Regions from separate parts of the Arabidopsis thaliana genome. Here region 2 is linked to region 1. Evidence: chromatin contacts called from public capture Hi-C data. All regions are on one chromosome and are shown on one strand. The core of a region is the stretch at or near the end of the contact, and the rest is flanking DNA. Distances in the headings are between cores, read along the strand shown.

What was found. Capture Hi-C pulls out chosen DNA fragments and counts their contacts.
Region 2: a capture Hi-C map of seedling shows a contact between it and region 1, with 1.9 times the contacts expected there. A contact is called at or near these places in 1 of 26 Hi-C or Micro-C datasets (callus) and 1 of 3 other capture datasets (seedling).

The regions. Positions count from the first base shown.
Region 1 is chr4:9,889,779-9,895,251 of TAIR10.1, forward strand. AT4G17790 (SNARE associated Golgi protein family) reads left to right here and starts at 1,273. Exons shown (of 4, transcript NM_117889.4): 1 at 1,273-1,873; 2 at 2,139-2,409; 3 at 2,506-2,676; 4 at 2,772-3,279. The coding sequence starts at 1,647. The coding sequence ends at 2,897. It overlaps AT4G17800 (Putative AT-hook DNA-binding family protein), which reads right to left. Exons shown (of 1, transcript NM_117890.5): 1 at 5,316-5,473.
Region 2 is chr4:9,976,648-9,982,114 of TAIR10.1, forward strand. NAC071 (NAC domain containing protein 71) reads right to left here and starts at 3,908. Exons shown (of 4, transcript NM_001341249.1): 1 at 3,235-3,908; 2 at 2,855-3,144; 3 at 2,527-2,751; 4 at 2,056-2,436. The coding sequence starts at 3,391. The coding sequence ends at 2,230. ALMT12 (aluminum-activated, malate transporter 12) reads left to right here. Exons shown (of 6, transcript NM_117907.4): 4 at 1-36; 5 at 114-257; 6 at 344-1,376. The coding sequence ends at 1,075. It overlaps AT4G17975 (a tRNA gene), which reads right to left and starts at 1,530; the gene lies at 1,459-1,530.

The DNA.
Region 1 (5,473 bases), core at 23-2,522:
AAAGCCTCCCTTTGATAGAGCGGGTTTGAAAGACAATGCATGCGATGCGTTGTAGGATGTTGTCTTTTCTTGTGTGACAGAAGAAATAGAGAACACAACACATTTGTCTCGCTATTCATACATTTGTCCCTCCCAAATTTCTCAACTTTTTTTTGTTATGATGTTTCTTTCCTCAAAATCATCGACACTGATTAGGTGACAGATATTTCAGAGGTCAACCTAGGTTTGTAAATCTATTATTAATATATACAAATTGTATCATTATAATAGTAATAATAACGGATTTAGATTGTTAGTGGATCAAAAACTTTTGACATCCAAATGACGTTTTTGGAGTTCTGCAATAATGTTAATCCCCTCAAATGCCGTAACACGAACGGATTTGCATTTTACTTGAGTAGTTTTCCATTATCTTTTGGCAAGGAATTTTTTTATCATTTCACTGCTACAGAATTAATTCAGTTTTAAGTATAGTATTATTACTTCAAGTTCTTATTTTTCTTTTACTTCTACAGCATTAAGTATAGTACATATTCTCTTCATATATCTATGTAATTTACTTTTGTCGTGAAGCAACATAGGCAATTATAAGCTCACATGTTCGTTTAAACGTGTTATGTGCCATATTCGGTGGGCGAAGCACCACACTATCAATTATCAAATCAAAAATTGATTGTATTATATATAGAATGAATTGTTGATTTATTGTTAATACTCACAATTAGAGAAGTCTGATTCAAGATACAATGCTGACTGTTTGTTGGTTACGATGTTGATTATAATATAGTAAGATTAGTATTGATTTAAATTAAAAAGTATATACTATATACTAAGATTAGTAGTGAGCTAATTTTTTATTTAACTATTAACTCAACAAATAAATTATCCTCCATAATATAAAAAGAAGTAATATTGCATGCGTATGATTTTTTCTTTAAATTGGCTATATTTATATACTAACAACTGTAATATTTAATTATCTACATAGCCATAGCTTGCAGGAATCATGTAGCTTTGGTTATAATTAACTTTGTTTATATGTGATTCTTATGCGTACCAATCATAAACATTTTCTAATAATACGGACAAAATTAAAGTCATCATGTATAATGTATTCATCTGTATTTGAAGCTATTGGAGGTAACATGGATTATGAATATTATAGCTAATAATTTATCATAACTTAGATAATAACTTTTTTTAAAATGTACTATGTCACCTTTAGTTTGAATCGCCATAATTTAAACAATTTTTAAATAGATCTGTAAAATAAAACTTCCTAATTGTTAACGAATTTGGGTATACGACATGCATATATATAAAGCTCGGGGCTAAATTTATAAACCACGAAACAATTAGGGCCGCAAAAAACTTTTAAAGGTAGAAATTAGTTTTGTTATTTATTTTTCAATTTAGATTTACATATTAAATTCCAAAAACAAATCCTTCAAAATCAAAATTCGAATATTCCTTTATATTTATTTTCTTCCTTCGTCTCCTTCAAATTCAATCTTTCTCCGTCATTCAGATTTCGAGGAGACAGAGACAGAGAAAAGGATTCGTGTAAGGAAAAGCTTTTAAACTTCTCTTTCTATTTATCCCTCCTTTCTTCTATCTCTCTCTCTCTCGATATCGATACAAGAGAGATGGAGAAAGAAGAAGGAGAAACAACAACAACGATCGGCGTTGTTCCGGCGGCGCCGGCGAAATTACCGACTCCGATATATTCTCTGAGCTTTTGGGAGGTCACGGCAGCTTCCGGCGTCGTTTTAGGGTTTATTTTGGGTCTTGTTTGCGTTTATCTCACAATGCCTCAATCTGATTACAGCTTTCTCAAGCTACCTCGTAATCTCGAAGATCTTCAGATTCTTAGGTAAATTTATTGTTTTTAGTATTGATTATTTCTGGGTTTTTAGTAAATGTTCATTCTTTGATTCAAAGACCGTGACTTTCCAATTTAGGATTCTGGAATCTGTATATGCTTGAACCATGAAGCTAAAGCTAATCTCGTGTTAGGGTTATTGCTAATATTGGCAATGTTTGAATCTATATATAGAACATGAAGAAAGTTTTGATTTTTTAACATATTGAGCTTTGGAATTGATTGATTTACTAACATTTAGTGTTTTGATATGCAGAGATAATCTTGAGATATACACAAGTGATTACACAGTTCAAGTTCTTGTTGGATATTGTCTGGTGTACGTTTTTATGCAGACGTTCATGATTCCTGGAACTGTGTTCATGTCTTTGCTTGCTGGTGCTCTCTTTGGAGTTGTCAAAGGAATGGCTCTTGTTGTCTCCACTGCAACAGCTGGTGCTTCCTCTTGTTATTTCCTCTCTAAGCTCATTGGTAGACCTTTACTCTTCTCGCTTTGGCCTGACAAGCTCGTATTCTTCCAAGATCAGGTTTGAAAAACTAATCAAATCAATCTTATTGCGCTTTCTTCGATATAAGTTTCCGAGGAAATTTTGAAAGAGTTTTTGCGGGTTTTGTTTCTTTAGGTTGCGAGAAGAAAAGATCGGTTGCTGAATTATATGCTGTTCTTGAGGCTAACACCAACATTGCCTAACACTTTCATTAATGTTGCTTCTCCAATTGTTGATGTTCCTTATCATATCTTCTTCCTAGCTACATTCATCGGTCTGATTCCTGCTGCATTTGTCACTGTCCGGGTATGAGAATTTTCATGCATCTTCCTGGTTTTTGTCTTATGGTTTCAATGAGTTTGAATATTATCTAACGAAAATGTGTTTGACTTTGTGACCAGGCTGGGCTTGCTCTTGGAGAGCTAAAATCATTGGGAGATCTCTATGACTTCAGCTCCATGGCGACTCTGTGTCTCATTGGTGTGCTCTCTGTGACTCCAACCCTAATTGGCAAGAAACAAGCATAGAAGATGAAGATCAATACGATGATGATGATGAAAACAGAGCATTTCAACAGCCTCTTTGTGTATATATCATGTAGAATGTTAAGAACTTAAGATCAATCAATCATAAAACTCTGTTCTCTACTTGTTTTCTTTACTCGGAGAAATGTACTCGAATGCACATCTCAAACAGGTTTCATGGGCCTTGGCATTAAGTTTATGGGCCTAACAAAAAAAATATCCATAAAAGTAGTCAGAACCTGAATTTTCTTTGCTTGGGTTTCGATTTTAGTGAGAGTAATGACTAATGAGACTAGATTTTTGGTGTGTGATTCTTTTTTAAAATCCATATACATACACGAATGTATTTGGTGTGTGTTGTTTAATTTGTTTATATACATGTATTGTTGGTTTTGTGTACATAGTTTACGTACATATATACACAGATGCATGTATTTATAGATTTATCGGCTTTTGAGATTATTATGAGAAGGGCCCAAAATCGTTTTATACGTTATCTGATTTCTATAGTGAAGAATTCTATATATACTTTGCAGTTTTAAGATCGATAGAGCACAATTTGAATCATCTAGGGCTAAATATTCTCGAGTGAGGTGAGAATATTTGAAAATATTCTCGAGTGAGCACAATCTGCAATTTAAATCATCTATTTCCCTATAATTTAACAAAAAAAAAAAACAATATAAAACGCTACGTCATTGAATCCATTTATATGTAGTATATAATCACAAATCACAATGTCACATTGAAGAAAATGAGATATCTTCGAAACTTTTTTTGAAAACTCTACTGCCCCGGCTTGCATTGACAACCAAAGGCTTTTCCGTTAATCTAACTGTAAGGTTGATAAAATAAAATGATCTTATAGATGTTGTTGAAGTTCGATGATGCCTTAAGACAGATTATTCAAGCTAATATATATATTCTCAAAGTAGCAATCAATATTGATATCAAATTAATTCATCATTCTTTCGATTGTGACAATGTATTCTACAAAAGTATAACTGTAGAGTATTTTACTGTATCTACTGATATAAATTAGATAATCAGGCAAATAACTTTTGTTTTTGACCAATACTAATTATGCTTCCAGTTTTTCAAATAAATTATCAGTCAAATGACTTTATAGCAATCAATAGCAAGATCAAAAACTTAGATAGGCAATTCTTACATGAGCTTTTTCTTTTTTGTTAGAGGGTTTTCTTGCATGAACTATTTTTTATGTAAGAGAAAAACGTTGCCTTTGTTCTATTTTAATATGGACATAGATACAAAGCATATAAACTTGCTAATATAAAGGCAATAAAATTTTACAAAAATAAACAGTGAAACATAAATCTGGTCTCCCTAATATGATCAACAATGGATTTGAAACTCAAATAATATTTCTTTCAAAAAAAAACTCAAATATTCTCATGCATTACATGTCCAATATACTCTTGGTCGTAATTATTTTAAAAAGGAATATAATATACAGAAGGAAGGTAGCATAACTAAGGAACTTTTTTCAAAGAATATAATTTTCAAATAAAAAGCTCAATTGATTAATCAAAAGAAAATTCTCTTACAGATAAGCACAACACCACATCAGTTTAATAACTTAATAAGTCTGCTACCAATACGAGATTCCATAAAATCATTAACAATTTAGCTATATTATTATAAGCATTGGAATCTAATATGAAGATTTTAACTAAAGGAGAAGAAGAAGAAAAAAAACAATCATCACCCGTACAAAATCAAACTTAATTTCATCCACACTAGTTGGAAACACACATTAATATATATACAGCTATCACTGAAAATATATAAACAAAATCGTATAATATATAGTAACTTTTTATATTGCATCCAAGGACTAAAATATACAAATCCACATCCTAAAGAATCCAAATATTTCCCTTCACTGTGTACATATCCAAAGATATATATAGAGTGACATAGAGATAGCAAGTCAAATAGTAAAGACACTCACAAAATAAGTATAATACAACCTAAAACATGTCGTCGTGACACAAATAAAAATCGGATAAGTATAAAACTCAATGACAAACGAATATATAGGTTTCGTTGTTTAGTTCGTCGAGATCAAAACCAAAACAGAATTGGTCATATAGATATGTTAGGGCTCGAGAAACTGAAAACCAATGTTGAACTGACACCAAATCATAGAAATACATATATGTATATATATGTTCATTACTATGCCACACACACAACAGATGTATTATGTCTACCTATATCTATATGTATATATAAGTAACATATAGCAGCAGATAAGAAGAGCATCCATTAAGCAATCTTTTTGTTCTAGTCGATCACATTGTTCTATTTGATAAAAATATTAGAAAACATATATTGAAGTCATAAATTCTATCACCAAATCCCCCAAAAATAAGTTTTGCACTTAATCATAGCACTGACCAAAACACAAACATACCTGAACTTAACCCATTTTTATATGTACATACATATCAACAAACCTATGTAGGACAACATTATTATAGAAATTTTGATTCGTGAGGAATATATAACCTCTAATCAAATTCTAGTCGGCTCTTATCATGGTCGATATCAAA
Region 2 (5,467 bases), core at 2,658-5,157, 90 kb after region 1:
GCTGTTTTGGATTCTAAATCTACTGACGAAACACTTGTAAGTCTTTATTATATATTTCTCTAATATTTCAGGCATTATACGGAATATATATATAATTATAAGAAATTCTTCAGGCATTATATGCAAATTGGGAACCAAGACACACTCTACGTTGTCATAGATTTCCATGTCAACAATATGTTAAAGTTGGAGCTGTTCTTCGTCAATTTGGTTACACTGTTGTTGCTCTTCACGGTTGCTTACAAACTGAGATTCAAGTAAGGTTATTGATTACACTATAATGTCATGTTTTATAATCAACTTAAAATCATTTTCTATATTTGTTTATCTTTTGTTTTTCAAGACTCCAAGATCCGTTCGCGCGCTTTTTAAAGATCCTTGTGTAAGATTAGCCGGAGAAGTATGCAAAGCTTTGACGGAACTCGCAGATAGCATCTCAAACCACCGTCATTGTTCACCGGAGATTCTATCCGATCATCTCCACGTGGCACTTCAAGATCTTAATTCCGCTATCAAGTCTCAGCCTAAACTCTTCCTTGGCTCTAACCTCCATCGTCACAATAATAAACACCAAAACGGTAGCATTTCCAATAACAAACACCATCAGCGCAACAGTAGTAACAGTGGAAAAGATCTAAACGGCGACGTTTCTCTTCAAAATACCGAAACCGGTACACGTAAAATTACAGAAACCGGTTCACGTCAAGGCCAAAACGGAGCCGTTTCACTTTCAAGCTTTAGGACTGACACGTCAGCTTTAATGGAGTACCGGAGATCGTTCAAGAACAGTAACTCAGAGATGTCGGCGGCGGGAGAGAGGAGGATGTTACGGCCACAGCTGAGCAAAATCGCGGTGATGACGAGTCTCGAATTCTCGGAGGCATTACCGTTCGCGGCGTTTGCGTCGTTGCTAGTGGAAATGGTGGCGAGGCTCGATAATGTAATCGAAGAAGTTGAGGAATTGGGAAGGATCGCAAGTTTTAAGGAGTATGATAACAAGCGAGATCAGACGGCTGACGATGTCCGATGCGAAAACCCGGCGAATGTTACGATCAGTGTCGGTGCCGCGGAATGAAGCAACGAACGACGACGATAAATTGAGTTTTTTAGATTAGACTAAACCGATCGGTATAAGGGGTCGATGATGCGATTCGATTCGGTTTGGTATGATTCGGTTTGTCCTTTTTACGATGATGGGAATTAGGAATCGGATGCTTTTTCCTTTTCGTGTCTTCGTTTTCAGAATTTACTAATAAGAAAATTATCGTTTCTTGAATAGAAAAAACTATTATGTGTTTCGTTGTGTAATGAATTGAGATGTCTGGTTAAGACAAACAATACAAGGAGAAAGATACAGTCGTAATGTTTAAGGCCGGTTATTTCTGGTCCGGCAATTTGAATTTCCGGAATTTAATTGTAAAGTGAAAAACAGAAAAAAAAGAAAAAACAAAAAAAGGAAGGGCCCAACCGGGTTCGAACCGGTGACCTATTGATCTGCAGTCAATTGCTCTATCACTGAGCTATGGACCCAATTTGATATTGTTCACATTTTGTAAATCATATAGACTATATATCAAAAGTATTTCGTAGATCATTTTCAAGAGGAAGAAATATTCTTATAAATTTTAAAAGAATGAAATGTAGAAAGCTCATGGAAAAAAGAATTTTGTTTGAAAGGTCTCTAACAATTGAGAAATGCAAGCTTTTGGGATTTTCATACATCTGTAAACAAATTGCTGCGTCACATAGTTTTTGATTTTAATCTCTGCATATTTATGGAATTTTGTTTACATAAACTTTTGAAATGTCAAAATGGTCCCGAAACTATTGCTTTTATAGACAAAATATTGGATTTTTAATGCAAATGATTGTTATGACTTCTACATAAGTTGCTTTATATAATATAAGTTTGGTCCAATTAATGATTGAGAAGAACATGATTGATTCTCTTTGCATATATCATATCAAAGGTATCGGAACATTAAAATAAGACTCTATAATAACGTAAATCTTCATACGAAAAAACTTTAAATAAGGAATTTATTATACTCATTCCTTATATTAGCAAACAATATATATAAAACTAAAATAAAAACCAAGAGTAAGATAATTAAATTCTCAAAAGAAAATGATAGACGTTCACAACTAGTTCTTCTTCTTCTTCCAAGTTCCAAGACACCAACGTTAAAAGGCGTTTTTGTCCTAAGAACGAACCAACATTTCTTGTAGCTAAAAAAGGTTTGAGTAGTCAAATGAACCGGTTTGGTCATTTTCATAATTTGTCCAATAACCGGTTTGCATCGACTGATCAATGTCCTGGTCCACATTGAAATAACAAGAGCTCACCGGAAATTCCACGTGGTGGTTTGCCGTGGTGACCGGAAAATGGTAGTTGGGAAAGCACTCAGAAGCAACCTCCTTAATCTGAGGATAATCCTATATTTAAAATCACAAAACCAAAAACACATATCAGACCACTACTGTCTATACAAAAACTATTTTGGTTTAGATAATAGATGTAGGTACCTTTGACGAATCAAGGATGAAATCAGGAGAAATCCAAATGCTTGAAGAGTCGTTTGTAGTAGAAGAAGGCTTGAACGATTGAATCTGCGACGCTTCATCGCGACAAGGAGAGGTCGCGAGGCTAGAGTAACAAGAACCAATGTCTTGTTCGTTTTTATTTTTCAAACTTTTCGAATTTTTCTTCAGTTCATTCTTCTTAACTACGCGACATAACGCAAAAGCTCCCTAAAATTCAAACATATATATGGTTTTTAGGCTTCGTTCCATTAGTTCATAAAAATGAATATTATGAAGTTGGATCAAATGAAACGAACTCTAATTTTCTTACCTTGAAATTTGGTGATTTTTGTGAATGATCATCAATATCGCATAGACGATATTCATGCATAAACCAATTAGTTCTGTCGCCTAATGGGGCACGACCTTCATAGAAAACTAAGGTTTTTCGGTATCCAGCTATAACATGCGATGATTTACAAGTGATTTTCCGGTCTTTACCAGTTGCTTTCCAATAACCCGCTTTTGTAGCCCTATTGGTTCGAGAACCGTTTGCATATTTTTTGTCTCTTGGACAGAAAAAGAACCATTCCAAATCTCTATTTGGAAGGAAAGATTTACCTAAAATTCAAAGATAAAATCAAACAAATTTAGTTTTATTTAAATATAAATTTATGGATAAAAATCTAATTGTTTTCCTTTTCAAATTACCTGGCAACTCCCAAGGATCAAATTTGTATAAGTCGATAACAGGAATGACTTCAAGCTCAATCTCGAGACCTTCTATTTTTCTACTCAAGTAGTAGCCTATGAGCTCTTCATCAGTTGGATGAAATCTAAATCCTGGAGGCAAACATGAACTCCCCATTTGCAAAATTCACACTTGTAGCTTGCGACACAAGAGAGTTGTCGAAAGCTAATATTTAACTAAATATCTATTGACTATTTGGAAAATCTAAAAATATAAACTTTTTTCGACATTCAATTTGTTTTTGAAAATAAGTTGCAACTCACTTTGATTGCATCCTTTTTGTGACAATATCATTGTCTGAAAGAGATTGTATGTTTACAAAAAAAAAAACGAATTATCCAAAATTCTCTTTTTAAAAATATATCTAACACCTAAGAAAAAAAATAGAAACAAACTTAAGGTACAATTCAGAAATAACGAAGAGCAGTTGGTGGAAGAGCTAATTGCTGCGGGTCAAAGAGTCTGACTGAGGAAAAGGGTTCTCTGACTTATTAGCTATACAAGACCAAAAAAAAAAAAAAGTTATTAGTGAGTATTGATTAGGAGAGTGATTAAGATCGGAGAGAAGAAGAGAAGGTTGGTAGAGTGTTGAATGGTTGTGGGGTGAATGATATTTATAGCACAAAGGTTGCGAAACTTTGTGAGGCAAATTTAATCATAGCTTAAAATATGTTGATGAATTTTTCTGTAGAATAAACAAACAGTATTATAATAGTCAGTGCCGTTAATATTCAGAAGAAAAAATAACTCGACACACCGAAAGCGGATAAAGACATTGCTTGTCTTAAGAGTTCCCAAAATTCAAAAAGAAAGTGGACCTACCTGGTCTCTAAAGTTAGACTTGTTCACACTTCACACATCAATGATTCAATAATACTATCACCTATAATTAATCAAAACTTATTTTTCTATTTTTTAATTTCATAAGACGTCGTTTCGTTTTGTAAAACGATATGTTTATAGGTGTGTTGGCAAATTAGTCACTTTTGAAAACATAATTATGGAGTTGGGCAAGTTACTATTTACACTTGACAAAACATGTAACTCACTTTGGGCGTGTAATAGACGAGCGTGAAATAGAAGTTTGGGGTGGGGTAAGTGATGTGTTTTGAAATTACCGAACTATCCTTTTGACAGAGAAGAAAGATAAAAGTGAAATATTCTTTTTTTTTTTATTTCTTTTTAATAACCCCTCCAATTTAATAATTGAAATACTTATCAATATAAATTTATTTTCTAAACTAATTCATATACATAAAAATCTATGTATTTTTCTTTATAATTTGATATGCATTTTGTTAATATTTTTAATATATTACAGACATTTTATCAGTAGTCGGTACACTTAATTATGTGTACAGACTTTATTTTGTACGTTGCATTAGCTGTACAGAGTATATAATTGTATGGAGTATACAATTATCAGTAGTCACTTTTCACTGTTGATTCGTACACTTAGACCTGTACAATATTTTTAGTGTATATATATATATATAAATATACACAACGTACACTTACATCTGTACACTAAAAAATGTTGTACAGATCTAAGTGTACGAATCAAACAGTTAAAAGTGACTACTTTGCAAATTGTGAATAGTAAAATGACTATTTTTCCAATTATGGCTGGACGATTTCAATTTGTACTTATTAAATAAGTTGTATAAATAAAAATCTGTACACATAATTAACTGTACTGACTACTAATAAAAATGTTTATATAATATATTTAAAATTATTAACAAAATGCATATCAAATTATAGAGAAAAAATATAGATTTTTATGTATCTGAATTAATTTAGAAAATAAATTTACATTGATAAGCATTTCAATTATTAGATTGAAGAGGTTATTAAAAAATAAATAAATATATATATATATATATATATATATATATATATATATATATATATATATAAAGAAATACAAAGAATGTGAGTATGAGGAGAGAGAAATGTTGAATCTAAAAGCACAAATCCCAATTGCTTTCAACGACATTGGAGAAGAAGAAGATTAGTGGCATATTTGTAAATAATAGAGTTGGTATGGGGTATATTTGATTTTGTCTGTAATAGGGTCAAAGGTTAGTGACTAAAAATCCAATTATAAATAGTAATTTGCCCAATTCCATAATTAAGTTTAAATATCTGACTACTTTACAACTTAACCCTATGTTTATTTGCATGTCATTC